Regions from separate parts of the Manis pentadactyla genome. Here region 2 is linked to region 1. Evidence: chromatin contacts called from public Hi-C data. All regions are on one chromosome and are shown on one strand. Each heading gives the region's core, a stretch centred on a gene start, on an enhancer-like site or on the middle of the called end of the contact. The rest is flanking DNA. Distances are from core to core; before and after follow the strand shown.

Region 1 (5,546 bases), core at 369-2,868:
GACGGGGTATGTGGGGGGGACGTGGTGAAGGGGGGAGCCTAGTAAACATGATCTTCTTCATGTAATTGTAGATTAATGGTACAAAAAAAATTTAGCAAATAGAATCCAACAATATATTAAAAGAATCACGCTGAAGTGCAATTTATCTAAGAAATGCAAGGTTGGTTTAACTTTCAGAAATTAAAAATGTAATTCACTGTACTAACAAGCTGAAAAAAAAAGTTCATGCTTCACTGATGCCTGCAATGGGGCATGGGGGGGACACGATAATATGGGCGAATGTAGTAACCACATTGTATTTCCATGTGAAACCTTCATAAGAGTGTATATCAATAATACCTTAAAAAAAATCAGAGTGAGGTGAAGGGGTACTACATGCATGAAAATAGTGGATACTTCAGTTGGGCAAAGTAATGTGCTGATTCTGAACCCTGCCTTTGGTCCCTGAGGGGCTATGAAGGTATGACAGTGGTTCCCCAAACCACTGGCAAACCACAAAAGCAATGAAGAACGTCTTGAACACATACGTAAAACTAAAAATTATAAAACTGTGATTAATACAACATAAATTCACTCAATGACATTACTGAATTCAACAAAGAGGACTGTTAGTTAGTATGTATATTCTAAGTCAACAAATACCAAGGGTACAACTATTATAATAAGCTAGTCTAAGAAATTTTTCTATTTTAAAAAAGGAGTTCTGTGTTCAGACAGACTGGTGGGTTCTGGAGTTAGATCTTTATCCGAACTCAATCACTATTACTAATTAGTTGTGTGGTATGGGCCAAATCTCTCGAGTTTATTTCTTCATCTCTATAGTGGGGATTATAAAACCAACTTTGCTTATTTTGACAATTAGAGAAATACCTGAGATATTTTAGGTGTTCAGCATAAAATGAAAAGCTGAGGTCGAATCACTGTCCATCTTTAATACCAGTCTAAGGAATTGGTATTTTATTTTGGGCAAAACAGTTACTGAACAGTTTTTGTTCCAGTGACAGGGTAATCAGTTCCTTAACTAGGGAAACCTATTAGGTTATTGCAGAAGTGGAGGTGAGGCATAATGAGGCATTGGCAGTGAGTTTCTGGAATATTTCAGACCATAAACTACAGGACTCTGCATTTACCTGTTTATGAGGGATGTCAGATAACAGCCACTATTTTGAGCTAGCTGGTACTGTTAACAAAAAGTAAACAGAGATGTGAAGTTCAGTTTGCAGCTAAGATTATTGTGACTGAAAATTAATACACAAACCATCAAACACGATGTCTTTTGAAAAGAAAATATTTTGTTCATTCTCTTTAAAAGAGCAGGTTTTTAAAAGCTTTTTCTTTAACGAACGGTGTAATACACTTGGGGTCGGATATATTACAGGCTTGCGGAAAGGCCCTCGAAAATACCCAAGTGCCACTTAGCCCGACGTTAGAGCGCGCCGGTGATGTCACTGCTACGTAGGGCGCCCTAAGGCGTCTCGGCGGACGTCTTGCGTCATTACCAGCGAGACGCCGCTGGCGGAGCGACTCCCGCCGCCGCCGCCGGCTCCTCCCGGTAGCACCATCGCGCGTACTCGCACGCCCCCTGGTGGCTGCCGGCTTCGAGGTTGGCCCCGGTATTGAGGCCCAATACGGAGTCGCTCCCTCTGGCGGCAGCCTGGATCAGCGCGTGCGCCCAACTCGGGCTCCCCAGCAGTAGGCGAGGGGCGACGCCTCGAGGTAAAACCGAGGAGGTGCAGAAGGCGGACTCTGCTCTGGCCCAGTCGTCCTGGCGAAGCGGAGACTCGCGGTCACCGGGGGCACGTGCCATGGCGGAGGAGCAGGAGTGCGGTACCGTGGCGTCAGGCTCTGCCTGTCAGGCGGCAGCAACTGCGGAACCTGCGGTGTCGTCAGCGGAGGCCGCCGAGGTGGTCGCACGATCCCCGAAGCCGGAGGACTGCAATAGCAAGTGCGTGTTCTGCCGGATCGCGGGGCGGCAGGAACCGGGCGCGGAACTCCTCTACTGTGAGGTGGGTAGGGACGCGCGACCGGGAGCGCTGGTCGGCGACGCGATCCCCGCGCAGCCCCGCAGGGACGCCTTGCCACCGTGGGCCAGGGCGGGGCTGTGCCGCCAACCCCTCAGAGCTCCCGGGAGGGAGGGAGGCCTCGCTCGTGTGGCCTGGGGTGGGGAGGACCCTGGTGGGTGAGGCCGGAGCAGGCTGGGTGTCCTCGCGGTGATGACGGCCTTGCTGCTCCCCGAGCGGGAGTGTCTGCAGCGGCATCTCTGCTGTTCGGAGGGGAGAAAGTGTGGTGATAAAGCCAAATACTTCGAATTTCTAGACACTGCTTTTAAATTCTGCACACTGTAATACTGATACTGCGGAGAAAACTAGTAGAAGATAGGTAGTGGTATCATGAAAAGCTCGTTTGTTAGAGCGACTGGAAGTAAACGGGGGATATTGAGTCAGAGGTTGAGCTACTATATAGTAGCCTCTGATTTTCACTGAAGCATTCAGTTCCTAGGTAGGAGTGTTGTCAAATTGGAATGTGTGCACATTTTCATAGAACTAAGATTTTGCCCCGGAATTTTAAAAGAGATACTCAGTACATGCTTGCCTCTACCAGTTCTACTTGTCTTAAAAAAAACACACACACGCACACACACAAAAACAGTTTTTTGAAAGAATCCAAAAACTCCAAAGATTGTTTTTTGGAGTAATCAGTATTCATTTGTTAAAAGTTAATTGAATGCTGAACACCTGTGTTGGAGATTCAGTGGTGAACAGAATGAAGAATAGTTCCTGTCAGTATCACCGACAAATGAGGCAGCTGATCGCAATGCCCTGTGCTGTGGTGAAGTGGTTTTACCACCTGCAGTATTTTGCAAAGCTGTGGGAGGGGCACCTAACCTAGATTTGAAGGGCCAAGGAAGGCTTTCAGGAGGAAGTGAGACATGAAGACAGAAGTAGGAGTTGACCAGGTAGGAGAATAACGTCGTAGGTGGAGAGAACCTTGAGAAGTTTGGATCATGCCATAGAGCTGACAGAAATTCAGTCTAACTGGAGCATAGAGTTTGAAGGGATGAGTGATGAACGATGAAGTTTGAGAGGTAAACAAGGGGCCACATTATTTATGGTGTTGTCATATATGTAAAGGAGTTTTATCTTTAACTGAAGAGTGAAAGAAACTTTCACAGTGTTTAATGCTGGGATGGGAGGGGCTTGAGTAGTGGCATCAAGAGGTTTGGTCTTTGAAAGATCATCCTGGTACTATTGTGGAGAATAATTTGGAGAGGACCAGTGTGGAGGCACGGAGACCTATTAGGAGGCTACTGATGAAGTAAAGCTTCCTGATGAAGGCCTGACATAAGAATGTGGTAGTGGGAATGAAGAAAAGTGGATCAATTTAAGGATATTTAGGAGTTAAAACAGGCAGGACTTGTTGATTGATATAGCCTAGGGGTTCCCACCTGAGGGTAAATGCTCCCCGAGGGGATATTTGGCAATATCTTGAGACACTTTTGATTGTGACAACTTGGCAGGGGAGTGAGGTGGGTTACTGACACCTAATGAGTGGAGTCCAGCTTTGCTACCATTACACAATGCACAGGACAGCCGTCTGCAACAAAGGATTAGCTGACCCCAAAATGTCAACAGTGCCTAAGTTGAAAAACCCTGATTTACTAAATCAGTGTAGGAGAATGAGGAAGAGAAGTGGGGAAGTCAAGGATGATTTACAAATTTCTGGTTAGGGTAAATTGGTAGTGGTGGTACCATTTCATTAAGATTGGGAATATAGGAAAACAGATGTCCAGGAGAGTGGTAGGAAGTAGCAAAGTGATGGGTTCAGTTTGGAGTCGAGGAGTTGGAGGTGAGTGTGAGGCATACAATGGTTAGATAGTCTGGCATTCTGGAGAGCTTGGGATCTCCAGCCCAGGTTGTGGGAACTTCCAGTTCATAGATGGAAATTGAGAAGAGGAATTAAAGAGATCGCCCAGGAAATACATGTGGAGTAAGAAGTGAAGGGGGCTTACACAGAGCACTAAAGAACAGTAACTTCATAAGGGAGGCACAGAGAAAGAGGACCTGGAAAGGGGATAGAGAAGAAACAGAGAAATAGAAAACTAGGAAAGCTAAGAAAAGGCAGTATTTTCAGAAGAAAGAATTTATCAGCAGTTTCAGCAGCAGCGTCAGCCTTCCTTAGTCAAGTCTGAGTTAGGTGATCCCCCTACATGCTTGTGGAAAGGCCGGGTTAGATCAGGGTTGGTTTTGTCCCCAAACTGACGGTCACTGACTTCAAGGAGAGCAATGGATTTGTTGAGGCAGAAGGTAGATGGCAGTCAAATGAGAAGAATCTGGGGGTGCACAGTTGAAGACAGCAAACATGGACAACTTTTCAAGGAAGATGGAAGTCTTGGGGAGGACAGCAAGGCAGTGGTAACTCCAGAAGAAACTGGAAGTCAACAGAAAGCTTTTTAAAACAGTGAAGACTTTGATGTGTTTAAATTTTTTTCTTTGTTAGGAACATTCTCAGAGTAAACTATATGAAGAGACTGGGGACATTTTTATACAGGAAATTGGACATGGTCAATCTTTTAATTAATTTGTACCCTAAATAGGGGGCACAGGATGAATATATACAATAGTTCATATAATACAAAACATAAGCAAGAATACATGTTTGTGTTCCAGTAGTACCCAGAAAGTTGCATATCTCTTTCAAATTAAATCTAAGATGATTTGATATACTAATTAAAGGTTAAAGGTCAACCTTTTAAAAAAGAATAATCATCTAATATTTGTGTTTTACATTAAATATATAATATATATTTATTCATATATATTCATTATAAACATTTAGAAACACTTGGGTTTATAAAGTAAGGTATACTTGTAATTAAATGCCGAGAAGAAAATTTGATTTGGAATTTGGAGTTGCCAGCGCTATGTGGGGTTAGCCTGGGAAACCTTTTCAGCAAACGCTAGAGATGAACCCTGTGATTCTTATACCTCTATACAGTGTTTCCATATTACATACTGCAGAATTAAAAGTAAGCAAAGACTAGAGTGTATTCTCAATGGGGAAAATACCATTCCCAAAGGGGTGAAAATTGGTTCTTGGGAGGCAGTAACTTACTCATGTATAAGGCAAAAAGATATATGCAGAATACGTAAACATATAAAGAATATTGAGGTAAAGAGATAGAGTGTCTGTGGTATTAAAATACGAGGGTGGAATTAGGAAAAGTCTTAAAAATGTCCTTAGAAGGGCAAAAAAAAAAGTGGTTGAGAAATGCTGGGCTAGATGTTTACTTTCACCTTACTTGAAACCATGCTGAGGAAATACTAGTTTAGGTTGAATGTTCTCCCCCTTCTTTCATCAAAATTGCCCTATACCACAGATGGCATAGTACTGAAATGTTTGTTGAAATTTTAATTCTCTTTATTGCTTTAGATATTAGTCAGGGCTTATTTGCAGGAAAGGAAAAGCATTCTAGCTGTTTTAAGCAGAAATTGGGAATTATTTGCTAAAAAAGCCATGGCAAGGGCTGGAGGAGTACATTCTAGAAA
Region 2 (5,694 bases), core at 3,020-5,519, 600 kb before region 1:
CCTAAACTGGTATTCTTTGTAGATCTTCTTGCCTCTAAGAGGGGCAAAAACGCTGTTGGCTACCTCCCCAGCTCTGAGAACAGCTATTTAAGCCCACCTGCCCTTTAAACCATCTTGACAAAGGGCTGGTTCACTTAGCAATTCAGGATGAATTTCTCTGGCCTATAGTAAAAGCAGTGTGCAGTAATCCCTGAACTGAGAATCAGCCATTCAGCATTAAAAAATAGCCTTCCTGGGTTTTCCAGCCCCTGCTGCAAATACCTCTTCTTCTTTGATCTTAGGCTCTGAGTTTAGAGCCCAAATTGATACTGATTGACTATTTTATTTTTGTTTTGTTCATTTCGTACTAAAACAAATATTTTTCTTTACTTGAAATTACTAAATTAAAGGACTAATTTAAAATTCACCAAATAATAATTATGGTAATGGTCATACTTATGATTTCTGGAGCTTAACTACCATGAGGCACTCCTTCAAGTTCCAGATATTTCCATTGTTCTAATGAAAGCCATACTATTTATGTCCAAATATAACACAGGGACAGGAAACTAAATGCTAGGAGCAGGCATATTTTTCCATTCTAGTTTTCAAGAAGATTGAGAACAAGCAAGAACCAATTTGCTGCTTACTCCAGGAACTCCTTGCTTCTGGGAGGGAAAACTGTAAACAACCAGAGAGACCCTAATAGCACACACCAAGAGCTTACTCTTCAAGACCCTCTCTAAGACTCTGCCTCACCAGCTCCTGCCAACCTAAGGCTATTATGTCCCGAACTCTGTGTTCTCTCAACTAGTTACCCATACTGTAAGACCCAACTAACCATCCTCCAGCTCAGGTCCTAAGACTCTGTTACTATGCCTTCCTGACCATCCCCTTCCTGCATCACTACCAAGACTGTCCAGGCGGTGCTCTCCCTAACTGCAATCGGTCTAATCAACAGCCTTGCTTTGAGGCTTTTCTGGAGATCTCTTATGGAGTCAACAATCAACACTGACCTCTTCTCGCCTATGTTTCTCTTCTTTGGGGATGTTATCTGCTGGTGCTATGTCCCCAACGATGCATTCTGCCATATCGTGAACCAGGGCTAGGCGTACACATCTGACCAGGCAAGAAATGGTGAATAATTACACAGTTATATTCACTTCAAGTTCCTTCTCTATATTATTCTGAAGTTATATAATATATTTTTCTTTCTTTACCCTCACAGAGTACTTAAATGCAGTATTTTCTAAGGTAATTATATTCTGCAAAGCTGCAATAGAGCTGAATCACAACTACTAGTTAATATTCAACATAATAATTGTTATAATTGTTAGCATGAATTTTTTTTTTAAATGCTAGTTCCTCAACTCTCACTTTAAATATTGATAACTTTACAAAGCCAGGAGATGGATCTGGCTACAGTATTTACTTACTGATACAAACTTCAGAAACAATCATTTCCCCAGTAAACTAGTTAAGATGTCAAATAAGGCCCTTTATAGAGAAATGGGTGGAGCTGGACAGATCTAGGTTCGACTATAGCAACCAACATTTATTAGCCGTGTGACCTTTGCCAAGTTACTTAATTTCTTTAAACAGTTTTGTAAGCTTTTATTTTATTATCTGTAAAAAAAAGAACAGTAATACTTCATAAGGTTGGTATGAAAAGTAAACTTGATAATTCACATTTCTGGCACATGCTGATCATTCAACAAATGGCTATGATTATTAGTGATAATGATTAGCGATCAGGATAATCATCTTCAAAATAACAAAGGCAGATCATGAGATAAATGCTCCAGAAGGCCAGTTTGTTTTTATGTTCCCATTATTACCAAAAATGGTAGAGGCCTAACAGCTTCCTTGTAGGTGTCCCTGCCTACAGTCTCTCTCTCAGGCTAGTCTTAAGTTCATTTCCATTCAACACCACATTCATCTTGTACTGTTTGCCAAAATCTCAGCTCCACATCATCTGCAGAGTAACACAGCTCCTCAGACTCCCTGTTGAACTGTTGCTGCAATCATACGGTTTTACTTATCATCTGCAAAGTTTACCTTTACTGCCCCACCGCCAGGGCTTTGGTGTCTATGCCATGCCCTTCCCTCTGCGTGCCGTGTCTTCTACTTCTCTATCTCGTCAACCCTTTAAAGCTCAATTCAGATTTCGCCCCCAACATTAAGATCACTCAACAACAGGTGATCTCTCCTGTTAGTACACCTTGCTAATTCTCTTAAACGTATTTCGTGCCTTTTGTAGAAGCCACTTTGGGCCTCTGTAAATTCATTTGAGGTTTATATACCATCTTATATTTCTGGCAAACTTCGTTCTGTGCTGCAAAAGCATTTTAAACACTTGCAAATTAACACAAGGAGGAAGGATACCTCTTTCTCAGCTCTACTTCGCCAGTGCCATTCCAAAAAGCCACGTCACAAATGGGTGCTACTATTCATAACAGGGACTAGATAAAAGCAAATAGAGCACTAACACCATGAGAGAATTTTAGATATGACACACTCTCCCTCATGGCCCTGGAGGCCCTAATATACCACAGTGATGTTTCCTGGAGGCCAAGCGATACTTGTCAAGAGAAAACCCTGAGTGCAGTTTACCACACTGAAGCAATCAACACACATAGTTCTCCTTCCCACAGTCTGAATCGTATGGTTCACCTTAAATAATTTTTCTTAACACATAAAATAACCTACAAGAATTAGACACAGGCATTAGTATGGAAAATGGTACACATCCCTATACCAAAGATCCTTACAAGCATCAAAGTTCATGCCAGCTTACCGGTCTTTGTTAAGACGGTCATCTTTGGTCAGCAGAGCCATAACTGCCATTCTGTACATGTGATCTGATACGCTCTCTGGCCTCTCAACATTTCTGTATACCCAGCCAGTCCGTGGGACTCTCTGATGAAAATGAGGAAGAGAAAGAAATTTATAAAAATACATGTTTTAACTGTCTGCTATGCTCTTCAAGAGAAGTCCAGGGAATAGTGCACAGAAGTAGGGTTATTGTTTCAGAACATATTAAAAAATGCTTAACTGACCAAAATGATCAACAACTGGAATCAAATAAACCAGTGAGGCCAGAGAATGAGAAGAGATGATTCGCCAAGTATTCAGTAGGAAAGGCCAATAACCAAGTTAGTCTGCATTACTGATACATAAATTACAGAACATATACAAGGTCCTTCAGTCATAAAACCAAACTGTCGACTATTTTATTTTCATATTACAAGAGTTGGGACATTTTGCTTTCAGTCCCAACGAACACAAGTAGAAAACATTGTGGTGAAAGCTCTGAACTTATTGAATAAATGACAGACTTCCAAATTCTGAAGCAGGAAGGATAAAGGTATTGCTAATTGTCACGAGTCCTGACTCTTCTCTTTATTCAGATCATGAAGTGACCTTGTGAGACTGCATTTTTCTCCTCGAAGTCCACCTTTCCAAAGTGTTGTATAAACAGCAATGGTAGTGGCATTAAACCGATAATGTGCTTTGAACTTAAGGAAATTCTGCAAAATCATTAACTGGGCTGGGGTGGAGACGCACATGATGCAAATCCAGCGTGTACTATACAAAATAAAAAAAGAAGTTGTGTTGTGTCCGGAAATAGCTGCGAGACAGATTTAAAGCACCCACTTAAAATCTGCCCGCCCATCCGCTGCTCCGCGCCCCACCCCAACCGCCCGGCTGTAAGGCCGCGAGCCCCAAATGCACCAGGAGAGACGCGGGCCGGGCCGAGGCCCCGCAACGCATCGCGCCGGTGGCTGTCCGGGGGCCCCGCCGTGCACAGCCCCAGGCCGTGTAGACGTCGCCGGCCGGGGTCGGCCTAGCAGTCCGGCCGCGCCCTCCCCGCCGACGCGCTTTCTCCGCCTCCCGCCGAGCCGCGCGTCCGCCCACGGAGGCACCTTCCGGCTCAGTCCCTCGGCGGGAGGGCGGGGGCGGCCGGAGGCCGCTGCCCGGGGAGACTCCGCAGCCACGTCGCCCCGCGGCCGCCCGAGCCTTACCCCGCGCGCGGCCCGGCCGGCCACGAACGGCCGCTCACCTTCAGCTGCCCCACCAGCCGCAGGAACTGCAGCAAATTCCGAGCCCCGCCGCCGCGCCGGGCCGCGGCGGAAGCCAGAGCCATGCGGCCTCCGATCCGGGAAGGGCCGGGGCGGAGCCGGCCGCGCGGCCGCAGCCTGACGCTGCACCCCTTCCCCGCCCCCTCCGCCTCCGCTCTCCGCCCTCTCGGGCCTCTGCTGTCTCGCGCTGGTGTTCGCAGGCCCTTCCGCCCGGTTTGCCACCTTCCTGCCTCGGAGGCTGCCCCTTGGGCATGGCGCCGGCCGTGGCAGACGCGGTGTTTGGTGCACACTAGGCACGCCTTAGTTGTTTGCTACACTCCACTGAATTCCAACAAACTTTTAAAGAGATTACAGTGGGGGGGCGGGGTGGAGGTGGAGTGCTAAGCAGTACTGCACCAAAATCTTGTCTTTCAGCAGCTCAGCTTCTGATTAGGGGACGGGATAAGGCGCCCCACTTCAAGGTGGGTAATCTGTATAAACATTTTAGCAGAGGCAGGAGGAAAGGTGAAGCAGCGATGCAAGTACTGCAAGGACTTTGGAGATGGCGGTAAAGCGGCCAATTGGTTAAAACAATCCTGTGATGAAATCAACAACCTCCCCAACATCCCAAGTGCTGAAAAAGCCCTTGTGCCAAAAAGTTGGTCAGGATCTGCCTTAATTCCCTCAACAACCAATGGTGCCAATTTTTAAAGACATTTTAGGACCCCCTTCACTGAAGGACTCAGGCAGAAAGCGTTGCCTGTATGAGGCAAGGAGGGAGTAGGGAGACCAGTAAGGGACTTGAAACAATTCTTTGGGATGATTTTGGTTTGGGCCTGGGTGGTGGTGGTGAAGGTGGTGAGAGGTTGTTGAATTTGGGGTGTAGTTTTAAGTTGAGGTAACAGCATTTGTGACAGACCAGACATGGGAGTATGAGAGAGAGGAGTCACGGATGACTCCGCAAATTTTGGTCTGACCAACCAGAAGGATGGAGTTGCTATTTACTGAGCTGGAGGAAACTCCAGGAACAGTAAACTGTCGGAAGGGGAGGAATCAGAAGTTTAAGACGTGCTTGAGATTTCCATTAGAAATCCTAGTAGAGATATAAATCTGGAAGTCAGGGGAAAGGTAAAAAAATTGTTTAATTAAAGTGTCATTGATATGCAACCTTATGATGGTTTCACATAAGCATGCACCGTTGTGGTTTCAACATTCACCCATATTACCAAATCCTCACCCTCTCTGTTGAGGTCACTGTGTGTCAGCGTGGTAAGATGCTGTAGAGTCATTACTTGTCTTCTTTCTGCTGTACTGCCTGCCCCAGACCGACCTATATTGTGCCTGCTAATTATAATGTGCCTTAATCCCCATCACCCTACCTCCCCACCCACCCTCTCCTTTGGTAACCCCTAGTCTTAGAGTCTGTGATTCTGCTGCTGTTTTGTTCCTTCAGTTTTTTTCTTTGTTCTTATACTCCACATATGAATGAAATCATTTGGTACTTGTCTTTCCCGCCTGGCTTATTTCACTGAGCATAATACCCTCTAGTTCCATCCATGTTGTTGCAAATGGTAGGATTTGTTTTCTTTTTATGGCTGAATAATATCCCACTGTGTATAGGTACCACATAGTGCTTCGATAAACATAGGGGTGC

What was found. A called contact is a pair of places that touch in the nucleus more often than the background predicts.
Region 2: a Hi-C map of fibroblasts shows a contact between it and region 1, with 6 times the contacts expected there. The contact joins the promoter of HDDC2 here to the promoter of HINT3 in region 1. A contact is called at or near these places in 2 of 3 Hi-C or Micro-C datasets (fibroblasts and skin fibroblasts).

Annotation. Positions count from the first base shown.
Region 1 is chr12:63,941,668-63,947,213 of mManPen7.hap1, reverse strand. HINT3 (histidine triad nucleotide binding protein 3) reads left to right here and starts at 1,618. Exons shown (of 5, transcript XR_005028512.2): 1 at 1,618-2,006.
Region 2 is chr12:64,547,474-64,553,167 of mManPen7.hap1, reverse strand. HDDC2 (HD domain containing 2) reads right to left here and starts at 4,269. Exons shown (of 6, transcript XM_036903895.2): 1 at 4,043-4,269; 2 at 2,777-2,898; 3 at 996-1,098. The coding sequence starts at 4,126.